Regions from separate parts of the Mus musculus genome. Here region 1 is linked to region 2. Evidence: chromatin contacts called from public HiChIP or PLAC-seq data. All regions are on one chromosome and are shown on one strand. The core of a region is the stretch at or near the end of the contact, and the rest is flanking DNA. Distances in the headings are between cores, read along the strand shown.

What was found. HiChIP or PLAC-seq counts read pairs in DNA pulled down with a chosen protein or histone mark.
Region 1: an H3K27ac HiChIP or PLAC-seq map of embryonic stem cells shows a contact between it and region 2, with 10 read pairs. The contact joins the promoter of 1700029M20Rik here to the enhancer-like site in region 2. A contact is called at or near these places in 1 of 39 promoter capture datasets (embryonic stem cells), 9 of 484 Hi-C or Micro-C datasets (the HPC-7 cell line, bone marrow-derived macrophages, embryonic fibroblasts and 6 more), 7 of 115 datasets of contacts at active chromatin or transcription factors (the 230-238 cell line and embryonic stem cells) and 1 of 9 other capture datasets (adipose tissue).

The regions. Positions count from the first base shown.
Region 1 is chr4:135,623,026-135,628,566 of GRCm38.p6, forward strand. 1700029M20Rik (RIKEN cDNA 1700029M20 gene) reads left to right here and starts at 3,630. Exons shown (of 2, transcript NR_027909.1): 1 at 3,630-4,020; 2 at 4,731-5,541.
Region 2 is chr4:135,543,801-135,549,251 of GRCm38.p6, forward strand. Grhl3 (grainyhead like transcription factor 3) reads right to left here. Exons shown (of 16, transcript NM_001013756.2): 13 at 5,439-5,451; 14 at 4,613-4,698; 15 at 2,443-2,507. Among named protein-coding and RNA genes, the nearest start is that of Gm30888, 27 kb to the right of the region's middle. Within about 2 kb of position 1,476, at least 87 of the 459 cell types and tissues checked have an H3K27ac peak or open chromatin away from gene starts, as enhancers often do. A contact at or near this core is called in adipose tissue, bone marrow-derived macrophages, embryonic stem cells and 1 more, where this site is marked.

The DNA of each region.
Region 1 (5,541 bases), core at 2,380-4,879, 81 kb after region 2:
AGCTTGTCCTTCCAGAAGCCACTGACTTCTGTGTCCTCCTGCGCCCAAGAGCCAGGGACATGGAAGGCTGCCCTGGTTAATTCCCCGCTACCCAGGATTGATTAGGCTATAGACAGGAACCAGCTGATCTGCCCAGTGCAACCTATGAATCATTCCTTCCTTTCACAGGAATGGTAAAGAACATTTGTTTGGCTGTGTCTCAACCCACCCAGCCAAACAGCCCTTAGGGACTTAAGGAGGTCAGACTCCACCCACTGCGTGCAGAGTTAAAAGAAGGAACTGGGTTGGTTTAAAGAGAACCTTTGTGGGTAGGAACAGAGAGCAGGCGGAGGGGACTGGGAGCGCATCCACCCCGTGCTGTTCTTGGAAGATCCTTGCGGGCCCAGATCTTTTTGTGTCTAGCACCTCCACCCTCCAGCCTTATAGAGGTTTCATAAATATTCATCCCCTAGATGAACCAAGAGCCTTGTGTCATGGAGACAAACAGCTTATTTGAGGTGTGGCATGCTCATCTTGGGAAACTAGCAAGACACTGGAAAGTTACGATAAGAGTCGGGGACTCTCAGGGCGGAGACCAAGGCAGGGAGCTGACACGGTTGCAGAGGACTACTATCAGAGGGTTCCTGCTCTCTGGCCTGCCATCTGGCTCCAGCAAGAACAGGTCTGCCCCCCAGCTTAACACCCACCCCCTCTCTCTGTTGAGAGTGCAGGCCAAGTTTATCCCAGACCACTCCTCTCATCTTACTTGGGTCAGCTAGAATAGAATTCGCTCTTACGTGCATTGTCAATGAGGTGGGTGAATGAAGAGGCAGGCCAGTCTAAGCGACTTCAACTCAGCCCTGTATCCGTCAGCCAAGAGGCTACATACAAAGGACTAGCTTTGTATGCTAACTAGCTCTAAAGTGTTGACTGCTAGGGTTCTTAGAAACTTAACTTACAGTACCCATTTCCCATATCATCCCTCAAAGAAGGAACGGATCTTCTTGTTGCAGATGGGAGGGAGTCCAGATCCAGGGAGGTTGAGTCAATTTCCCAGCGTCACAGGTTGGGATCTGAAGACAGATCTGATGACTTTACAACCCTGGCTTGGCTTACAACCTGGCCTGTCGCCGAGCTAAGCTGCCTCCCTGTCCACACCTACCGGCAAAGCACTGCTGTGAGGCTCAAAAATGGGGTCACACATACAAAATTGAGCAGAGAACTCCAGTGCACCAGGTGATCAATCACAGAGATGTTACAGACCCAAAGAAGGGAAGGGACTGGAAAAGTTTATGGCCACACCCGAGTCCTGCCCCCAGTCTTCTCCATTCCTGTGAAGGCGGACAGCCCTCGGGCAGCCCAGCCCTCCCAAGGTGGGCAGTAAGGAATTTTCCCTCCTGGAACCAATGGTGGTTTCAAAACAAGGGCTGTGTCCCATGGGCTCTCTGAGCCACCCACTCGCTGTCTCTATCAGCTGACAAAGTGACCAGAGTCCCCGCTGCAGACTCAGCCAGCACCAAGTCTTTCTGCCTCTCCTTGCCCAGGCAGAAGAAGGCAGGTCAGAATGGAGGAAGTGGATTTTGGCACAGGAGGGCAGCCGGACTCCAGGATGCAGAGGCAGGGGAGTCTGACTAGAGAATTCACGCAGGGGATGTCAGATGACAGGAGAGGTGACCAAATCACAAGCGTAGGTCTGGCTGCTGGCTGACTCAGCTGTACAATGTCTCACCCATTCATCGTGATTATTAACAATTGCTCTTTGAAGCAGGGTGACACAGTGACCCACCACATGTACTTCTGAATCAGACAGGCAGAGGTAGGACTTGACACTGCTTCTGTCTCACTAGGGGACTTTAATTACTTCAACTACCTGACCCTCAGCTGCCACATCTGTCCACAGAAATGAATATGCCTCATTCCCAGGAGGCCTGTGAGGAGTGGAAGGATGGCATCTGAGGAGGCTTCAGCACAGGAGCCATCGTTGTAGCAGGGGCTCTGTGGGATCACATGGGCATTGCTACTGAGATCCAAGGGGATGTAGGATGCAGGGAGGAAATCTGTGCCCTCAGGGAGTGTACAGATGCAGAGAGGTGCAGAAAGGCCCGGAGGCATAGAGCCGTGAAGAACAGAGCAGAACATTTGCTGATTTCATTCACTCTCATGCAAGAGCAGATTGGTGAGATGAGTTTAAACTCAAGTAGCTTATTAAAAGTGAGTTATTGATCTGGAGGGCAGTGTGGAATCCAGAGTCAGGTAACTTAGAAAAATCCATCCCCCCTTGAACTCAGTTTTCCAAACTGTCAAGCCCTTCCTTCCTTCCTTCTTTCCTTTCCTCTCTCCCTCTCTCCTTCCTTCCCTCCTTCCTAACTTCTCCTTCCTTCCCTCCTTTGGTGCTTCTCTTTCTCTCCCAATCTCCTTCCTTCCTTCCTTCCTTCTTTCCTTCCTAACTTCCTAATTTCCTTCCCTCCCTCCCCTTCTCCTTCCTTCTTTCCTTCTTTCCTTCTTTCCTTCTTTCCTTCTTTCCTTCTTTCCTTCTTTCCTTCTTTCCTTCCTTCCTTCCTTCCTTCCTTCCTTCCTTCCTTCCTTCGTGTGGTAGGCTTACATATGCAGTTGCACACAGTGTGTCTGTGTGGAGGCTAGAGGTCAACACTGGATGTCTTCCCCGATAGCCCTCTACCTTATTTAGTATTCATATTTTTGTTCGCTTGCTTGCTTGGGTTTTTGAGATGAGGTCTCACTGCGTAGCTCTGGTTCCTGAGTCTGTGATGTCCACTGCCACCCCACCAACCTCGAAGGCTGGGAGAACCCCACAGGTCTGTCAGGGGGAGCCCCCAGACTCCCACTGTTCTCTTAAATACTCCTCTGGGAGAACAGATGGTTTGTCCTGGCTTAAGCAGTGTCACTTGGGGAACCCACTCATGACATCAGGCAGCCGGGCAAGGAGACGTTAGGAAATGGTCTCACCAGTTCTTGCCTATCATGGCCTACCGTGTTAAGAAGATATGCCCTCTCTGCGGTTCTAGGCTTGCAATGAGCCAAGAGAACATACGTGAAATAGCCATCCACACCAGACCTGAATGTGAGGCTCAGTTAGACTTTTCTGGTGTTTGTTTGTTTGTTTGACACAGGGTCTTGGTATGTAGCTTAAGCTGGCCTTTGAATTTCCAATCTTCCTGCCTCAGGCTTCCTTTGGAATACAAACCCAAGTTCAAAACTGAGCTAGGGCATCCGTGCTTGTATGGCTGAGGAAGCCGCTTCGTCCTGCCTGGGCCCATGAGGTGAGAAGCCCGTGGTCCTGCCAGCACCAGTCCTTGCTAGGTTGTGCGAGGCTCAAAGCTTAAGAAACAGAAGAGAGCCAGTTGCGATCTTCTCTGGGGTAGGTGACCAGAGTCCGAGAGAGCTTCTAGTCCAACGACAAACCATTAAGGGCCTCAAGTGTGTGACTGGGTGTGAGGGTGGCTACGTGTGTCCCTTCCAACGCTCACAACGACCTAGGACTAGAAGTACTATTTTTGATAACTCTCAAAGCGATTTTGCTGCCCCCCTATGCCCCAGGAGCAGTAGTCCTTGCAAGGCTCTGATTGGCCCTCCTGTGACCACATGGCTTAGTGGCGAGCTCTCCTATTGGGCGGAGTCCACGCAGACCCGCCTCTCTTTAACACTTTAACCCAACCAGCTGAAGCAGCACATGTGGGTCACCTTGGAGACAGCCGACCTACCAATCTGAAAGAGACCGTTTTCCCTAACTTCCAGGACTGGGGGAGTTAACGGTTTGAGCGAACTCTCTCGCTGAAGTCCCACGGCTTCAGGGTCATTCGACTTGCAAATTGACTTGGCTCCTCTCTCACACCCATGTTTAGGGGGCTGTGGCCAGCATGGTGTTTTCCATAGCCCTGGAACGGAAATCAGGTTGGGCAGCGTGACCAACCGCTGAAGCACGGCAGGAGGAATGACTAGATAGGATTTAAGGATGGCTCCCGGGACCGCAGCATCAGAGGAACGTCAAGAACACACCTTAAGGGAGAGAAAGACCGTTGTGAGGTATGAACAAAGTAGATAGTTGTGCTGATCTGGAGCAGATAGGGCCACCCCGTGACCACCATCGAGTCTTAAAGGATACGACCCTCCCAAGACCTTTCCCAATGGGTGGAGGTGGGCATCATGGTCAGGAGCGCAGGGCTTGGAGTGTGCCCACGTGGTCGCAAATTCCCGTTCTTATGCTTCCAAGCTGCAGGGCTTCACCCTACCTGCCTCATGGGGCAGCTCAGAGCTCTGTGTCTATGAAGGGAGGTTATGTTTCCTTCTCCAGTGGACCTTCCCAGACCCTCAGGTGAGCTCCAGACTCCACAAGGACACCCCTGAATCGACGGACGTCTCTCCTTATTTCCTTGAGTGATCTGCATTTCTCTCAGAATTGTGAAGGGAGCAGATGGAACGGGTAAAAACCTACCCGGGCTTTCAAAGCCCTATTCAGTTCTCTGATACCCGAACCCTGAGGCACCAGCACACTTTCTTACCCAGATACCTGCTGGGGTAATAATGTTGTCAATATTGTGTTCCTGCCCTGTCTGCTGGCCCTGGCCTGGGCTGACCCTCTCCTCTCAAGATAGACCCATCCCTTTAGCGGTTCAGAAAAGAGAGGCTGATCACAGGTCCCCTGTCACTAGGAGGTAGCCAGCCCACCACCACAACACAAAGGTTTTCAGCCACTGAACTCCCAAGTGTTTCTCAACTCCAACTCTCTCCCCTAGGGCTCTCAGGAGCAAGCACCTATACTCTCTTGGCAACTTTCCTCGATGTCCAGTGTCCACGCACCTCCTAGCTTTGAGCATCGCTGTCTACTCGTCCTTGAGAGCGTCAGCAAGAAGGAAATTACTCTGCCATTTTCAACCACCCCTCATCCCAATCTTACCATACTTATCCTAGACTGGCTCTTCCAGGACCAGATCTGAGTCTGACTCACCTCTGTGTTCCCAAAATTGAGTACCGGCTGGTCCAAGAGTGGTTTCCTACCTATATCTGAAGAGTTGAGTATATGTGGGGCCCATCTCATTCACTGTGTTCTAGGCCCTAGGGTGTTTTTCATCCTAACAGGAAACTGATCTGGCCTAGGGTGTTGTCTGCAAGTCACCCATGGGCACCATTGCCTTCGCCAGGCCGCGGTTTCTTAATGTAGTACTGGAAGTTCATGTATTTTTCCCAAAAGGGTAGGCAAAGTTTTCAAGAGTTTGTGGGTTGTTTTCTGGGAGGGAGGATCAGCAACAGTCTCCATCAGAATTCAGCGGGGTTGTGAGAAGAGACCGGAGAAAGGGTACGGGGAGGAGAATAGTTCCCGGAAACATTTGCCCAGATCCCTGGGTCACACACCTGCTGTCCTCCTCCGTCCTCCTCCGGCATGGGAGGAGCCCTGAGCTCCAGGGGTGCATGTCACTGTTTGGCCCTTTGGGAAGTTCTATAAACTGGGATGTGTCCCCTGCAAGCACACTCCTGTGGTGTGAGCACCCTTCAAAGGCATTTGCTGGCTTTCACAGGGCTCTGGATCTTTTCGAGGCAAGTTTAGAA
Region 2 (5,451 bases), core at 226-2,725:
GCCAGGCAATAGAATGGAGAAGCTACGATTCAAAGACACAAAGCTATTCTTTTGTAGCCACGGTTAGTAGATGGCAGAGCTCAGGTTTTAATCTAGACCTTTGTATTTCTATGATATCACTTTTCAGGATAGGGAAAAGAGCCACAAAATCCTATAAATACAAGTTAGTGGGAGTCAGAAGGAAGCCAAAAATCTATGTTCAGGCAAGAGCTCAGTAGATGCTTGCTTTTGTAAGGACTCTGGGAAGGGTGGCAGGGACAGTAGTGAACCTGAGAAGCCCACTGGGCTATTTCTGTCATCTGTCAGCACCAGCTGGCAGCGCCTTCTTTTGGGGAAAAGGTTGGAGGTGGGGCTCCCAGAGTCTGGGGGCTGGCAGGACCCTGCATTCCCAGGTGATCATTATCTTGGGGGCTGAAGGCTGGAGATACACTAGAGAGCAGGGCTGGGTGGGGAGGAGAGAAGGTGTGTGCTCTGGAAACTTCAGGGTTGAATTGTCTGTTTCCTAGCATGGCATTCATCAGCCTCAGCGTACTGGGCTGTGTAAGCGCACCTCCAGGGCAGTGGTGTGAAGATGGATCCTCCAGTAAGAGGTCAGTGACAACTGGGTCCCCAGCCAGTGGCAGGCACTTGTCAACAGTTATTGTTATTTCTTAGCTTCCAACCCCTCTGCCTGTATTGAGTTAACCCCCCTGGCCCACTGCCAGCAAAAACAGTGTGTTGGTTAATCTTTCAAGCACTCTATGATGCTTGTAAAATTGATTTTATCTACCTTGGTCTGGAGGACTTGGGGGGAGGAGACCTGTGAGAATAAAGTAGGCTTTGGGTTAGAATATCCACCTTTCTCTGATGTGGACATATATTTGAATGAACTCATATATGGAAATATGGTCTTTCATATTTCTTATCTTTGAGCTGAAGTTCTCATGGCTGTGGAGTTCATGTGCTCCACAGTGCTGAGTGAACAATATGTGCATATTTCTTAGAGGTCAGAGGAACAAGGAGGAGAGGTGAGATCAAGCCGTGTGTGTGTGGGGGGGGGGGGTGCACTTTAGGTCACCGAGAATCTCTTTTGCTAGTCTCTAACTCAGGACCGCTACTTTGAACCTCAGCTTCAAAGGGGGGCGGGGGGATCCTGCCGAGCTCAAGGGCAGCCGGGATGATGCCAGGAATTACTGGGGACAGTATCTGGCCCGAGGGAAGAACTTCCGTGATGGAAGTCATGACAATTACAGTTTGAGCAGCTGCCTGGATTGATGGGAAGGCCTCCCGGCAAAGGAGCCAGGAGCTAGAACGCTGAGCCTCACAGCTCATCAACTTCCCAACTTACACAGACTATCCCTGGTCCCTCAGGGGAACCCTGCACAGGAGGGGCAGAAAGCAGGGCACATGGGTGTGGCGCTAAAGGAGAAGTGGGGCTGGGCTTGTCTGGGCAAAGCAGACGAGAAGCAGTCTTACTCCAGACAGAGGGTGAGCCCCTGTATGAAACCGAAACTTGATGGGATGGCGGAGAGGAGAGGGAGGAGGCTGGTGGGAGGGGAGAGACCCCACACACCGACAAAACCCTCTAGATTCTCATGCAACCCAAACCAAATGGGTCCTTTTCTACACTCCAGCCTTTTGCCTGGGAGGCTAGCTGGGAGCCACAGAGGAAGGACAAGGGGGCGGGGCTTGGAGGAAGCCAGGCATTCTCAATGGGAGAATGTGCCGACCACCGGGCGGGTCATGCTCAAGTGCAGCTGGAGTTAGACTGTCTATTGGGGTGCAGCTGTGCTCCCCACAGAGCAGCGGGAGGACTAGCAGGTCCTGGAGAGTATGGCCTGCTTCTCTCCTGCCTGCTGTAGCCTGGAGGGGGAAGAGAACCTTGGAGTTTCTTTTGATTGGGCTCTTCAACCTAATCCCCAATCAAATTCCCACCTAGGCTCCTGGCAGCCACCCCTTCCTGTCACCCTCTGCCTGGGGAGGCTCCTCTGGGCCTCCTTACCTCTGGTGCCTTGCTCACTGCTCCTGCACCCACCCCTGCTTATTGCCTCCGAGCCTCAGTTTTCCTGCATGTAAAATGTGGGTGTGTGTGCCAGTGTGATTCCAAGGGTTAAATGAGATAGACTCAGTCTGATGTCTGTAACAGGAGTCGGGTGAATGGAGGTTGCTACAATGAACATAATAAGAGAAGAACTTTGGTCTCCAGTGTTTTGGGGACTTGAACTTGGGTCTTCTGATGAGCGAGCCGCACTCCCCCCTCTATGCCAGGAGGGTCACTTGTGAGAAGACCCTTGCACCTCCTCCTACTCTCACCCAGGTTTCTGCAGGTGGAGAGGTGACCATGACCTTGGCCTGACTTGGGGACTCTCCACCCTCACTGAGCATGCTCTCTGTAACTCCGCCAAGGCCAAGCCCAGCCTTGGTAGCTCTGAGTAGCCCCTGGAGGACTGAAGTGGCACTTACCCTCGCTTGCATTTCTTGTAGACTTTGCAAATATTCTCCTCGGGGAGGCCGTACTTCTCAGAGATCTGGAAGGAAACGGTAAGGTTTCACTGCCTGTGGCCCAAACTGGATTTATACATACTTTATACTACTGCCTTTTACTTGGTGGCTATAAAAGTAATAAATAGCGGGAAAACAAAGAGAATTACAATGATCCTATTTCCCTGGGGAGAACACCACTGTCACCTGGGCACCTTCCCCTCTGTGTGCTGTGCATGCGTACATACGCATAAATTTACATCACCCGTAGGGGGTTTGATATTATTTTGAATTGTCTTATGATAAGCCAAATCACAAGAAACCCTTAGCAAACTGCATTTTAGTGTCTATAAAATATCTAGTTGAGCATCTACCATTTCCTTTGGTTCTCACCTAGGGTCTGACCTTTGGATCTGTGTTTAAGGACTGATTTTTCACTGGCTGGTGACCTCATGCAGACTCTTTGTGGGGACAGCAAGAATGCCTCCCCCGCCCCCCGCCAGAGGACTGCTGAGAGAATTAAATGATTGGCTGATGATGTCATATGTTCACGCCAGCTCCTGCCATGTACCAAAGCCCCCATGAGTGTCACTGTCACTGTCTTGGGAGCAATGGGCGTGCTCCAGAACCTGCTTTTAGGTGGGGTACCCCGCATGTCCCTCTCCTGAGCAGGAGTTCATAATTGCAGCTGATGGGGTTGGCCCATGGAGCGCCAAGTGCCCAAGCCTGGCTCAGAGCCTAAAGGCCCATTAGGTCCACATGAGAGCTTCCTCTATAGGTGAGGCAGCTGTGGCTCTAAGCTTGGCTGAGCAGCCTGCCTGAACCAAGACAAGTGGTCCCTGCCCACACTAGAGTTGCCTAACTTGTCATTGTTGTTGTTGTTGTTGTTTGAGACAGGATCTCTCTCTATCACCCTGGCTGTTCTGAAACTTACTATGTAGACCAAGCTGGCCTTGAACTTACAGAGATGTGCCTGTACCTGCCTCTGGAATGCTGGGGTTAAAGGTGTGTGCCACCATACTGGGGGAGTTGTAGAACAGTGTTCCTGTGCCTCTCTTAGTTTCACTTTTGGACAATGAAAAGAACTTGGGAAGGACCAGGTCTGGCCCACTGTCAGCTCTCAGTCAAATACTGGTGCCCAGTGGAGCAGGCAGCTTTAAAGCTTCAGTTAAGCCCAGGTGGTCCCCTCTGGGCGGTTGAGAATGAGGAAGAGTTCGGTGTCCTGGGTAATTTTCACAGAGATCCCTCCTAGCTAGAAATGTCCCTAGACTTTCTTCTAACGGCACTGTAATCAGAAGCTGCCAGGGCTCTGTGAAGAGCGGCAAGCTCTGCTTCCAGGGAAGCAGAGAAGCCAAGAGTGGGTGCCGTCGAAGCTAATGTGCTGTGCCGTTCAGCCCAAAGATTCTATCTGCTTTCAAGTGACATTAATGACTTTTTGTGAGCCCAACTTCCTGGGGCTGATGCCAAGCAGGCCGGCAATATGTTATAAGAGCAGGACAGCCCGGAGGGCAGGAAACTTGGGCTTGACTGGCACTTACGCCACCTTTGCCAGTCCCTGGCCTCTCAGAGCGAGGCGATGCCCAGTCAATAAAGGGAAGAGGCAGTCACGCACACGGCAGACAGAACAAAACGCTTGGCCCGTGGGTCTCCATTAAGCAGGTCGTCAAGGCTGCCAAGGATCTCCCAGCTACAGGGGCTCAGCTGTCCAATGAGGTTTCACCTTCAAGTCCAAAGCCCCCGGTGACCCTCAACTTGCCCAGGCTGGGCTGTACTCAGGTGACTGGGGGTTGGGGAAGGTCTCCTGGTCCAGATACAGTCCCACCCTCGCCCTCAGCCACCCTAGAGTCCTGCAATCCCAAGGAATGAGGCCACCCTGGGAGGAAAAAAAAAATGAGCGTCTCTGGGGCCTGGCCTTTTTGTGGAGGGCTTTTTCACTCCCATTAAAACAGAAACAGGTTTGCAAAGCCAACAAAAGCCCTGGGCTGTCAGACAGATTAAGGAGGATTTATGGTGTGAGTGACTCTCAGGGTGGAGCAGGGTTCTGACAGGGTGATAAGATCGCAAGGCACACCCCCTAGCAGGGCCCTGGCCCCCCTGTGGGGTGGGAAGAGCAGACCACCGGAGCCCTCCTGTGGGAAATGAGGCCCCTTACCGCATTCCTCAGGCCCTTCAGGTCCGGGGTCTTCAACATGAGCGCGTCAAACACCTCCTCTGTCTCCCTCCTCACATACAACAGAACTGAAAACCAAGAACGGAGGATGTTGAGCACGGGGGTGGGGGTGGGTGGGAGGTAGGGGTCTGGGCGGGGGATGGAGAAGGCTCTCAAAAGGCATGCAAGGGTGTGCTCGCATCCAGTCCTTTCCAAACTGCCCTGCTTTGCCGGAGTTTGAATCTTGGGTCTGGCTCCATTATGTGGCAGTCAGTGACCTTGAAAAGGTCATTTTAGCTCCATTGGCATTACTGTGTGTGTGCATTGGGGTCCTTGCCACCTACTTCAGAGCTGCTGCTGAAATCAGGAGCAGTGTCTGGGAACCCCCGAGTGCATTTGCTAAGCTTGGTTCCTGACTTACTGGAGGCCTTGGATTTTCTAAGGTCATCTAAGCCTCCAGGGCTTCTGTTCCCCATCCCCCACCCTCCTTCCCGTCGCAGGCTTAAGAAGGTCAAAGCCAGACGACCAGACATAGAAGTCCATCCAACTCTTAACTACTTAGAGAACCAAAGGCCTTTTCCAACCCAATAAGCTTGTCACCCGTGCTAGCTGCCTTGGGAGAGCCATGTCCAAACAGGGTCAAAGCCACAGATGTCCTTCTATCTCTGTGACATCTGTCTGAGCTCTGGAGTGTTCTCAGTCATCCCCAAATCTTGGCCTAAACACTCTCCAAGGCCTTGGGTGGGGGGACTTCAGGAAAGTCATGGGGTGGGTGGGGGCTTCTGAGAAGGCTCTGGGGGGCTTTGATGGACTCTGAGACTCTGTGTACCTCTCTGAAGGTC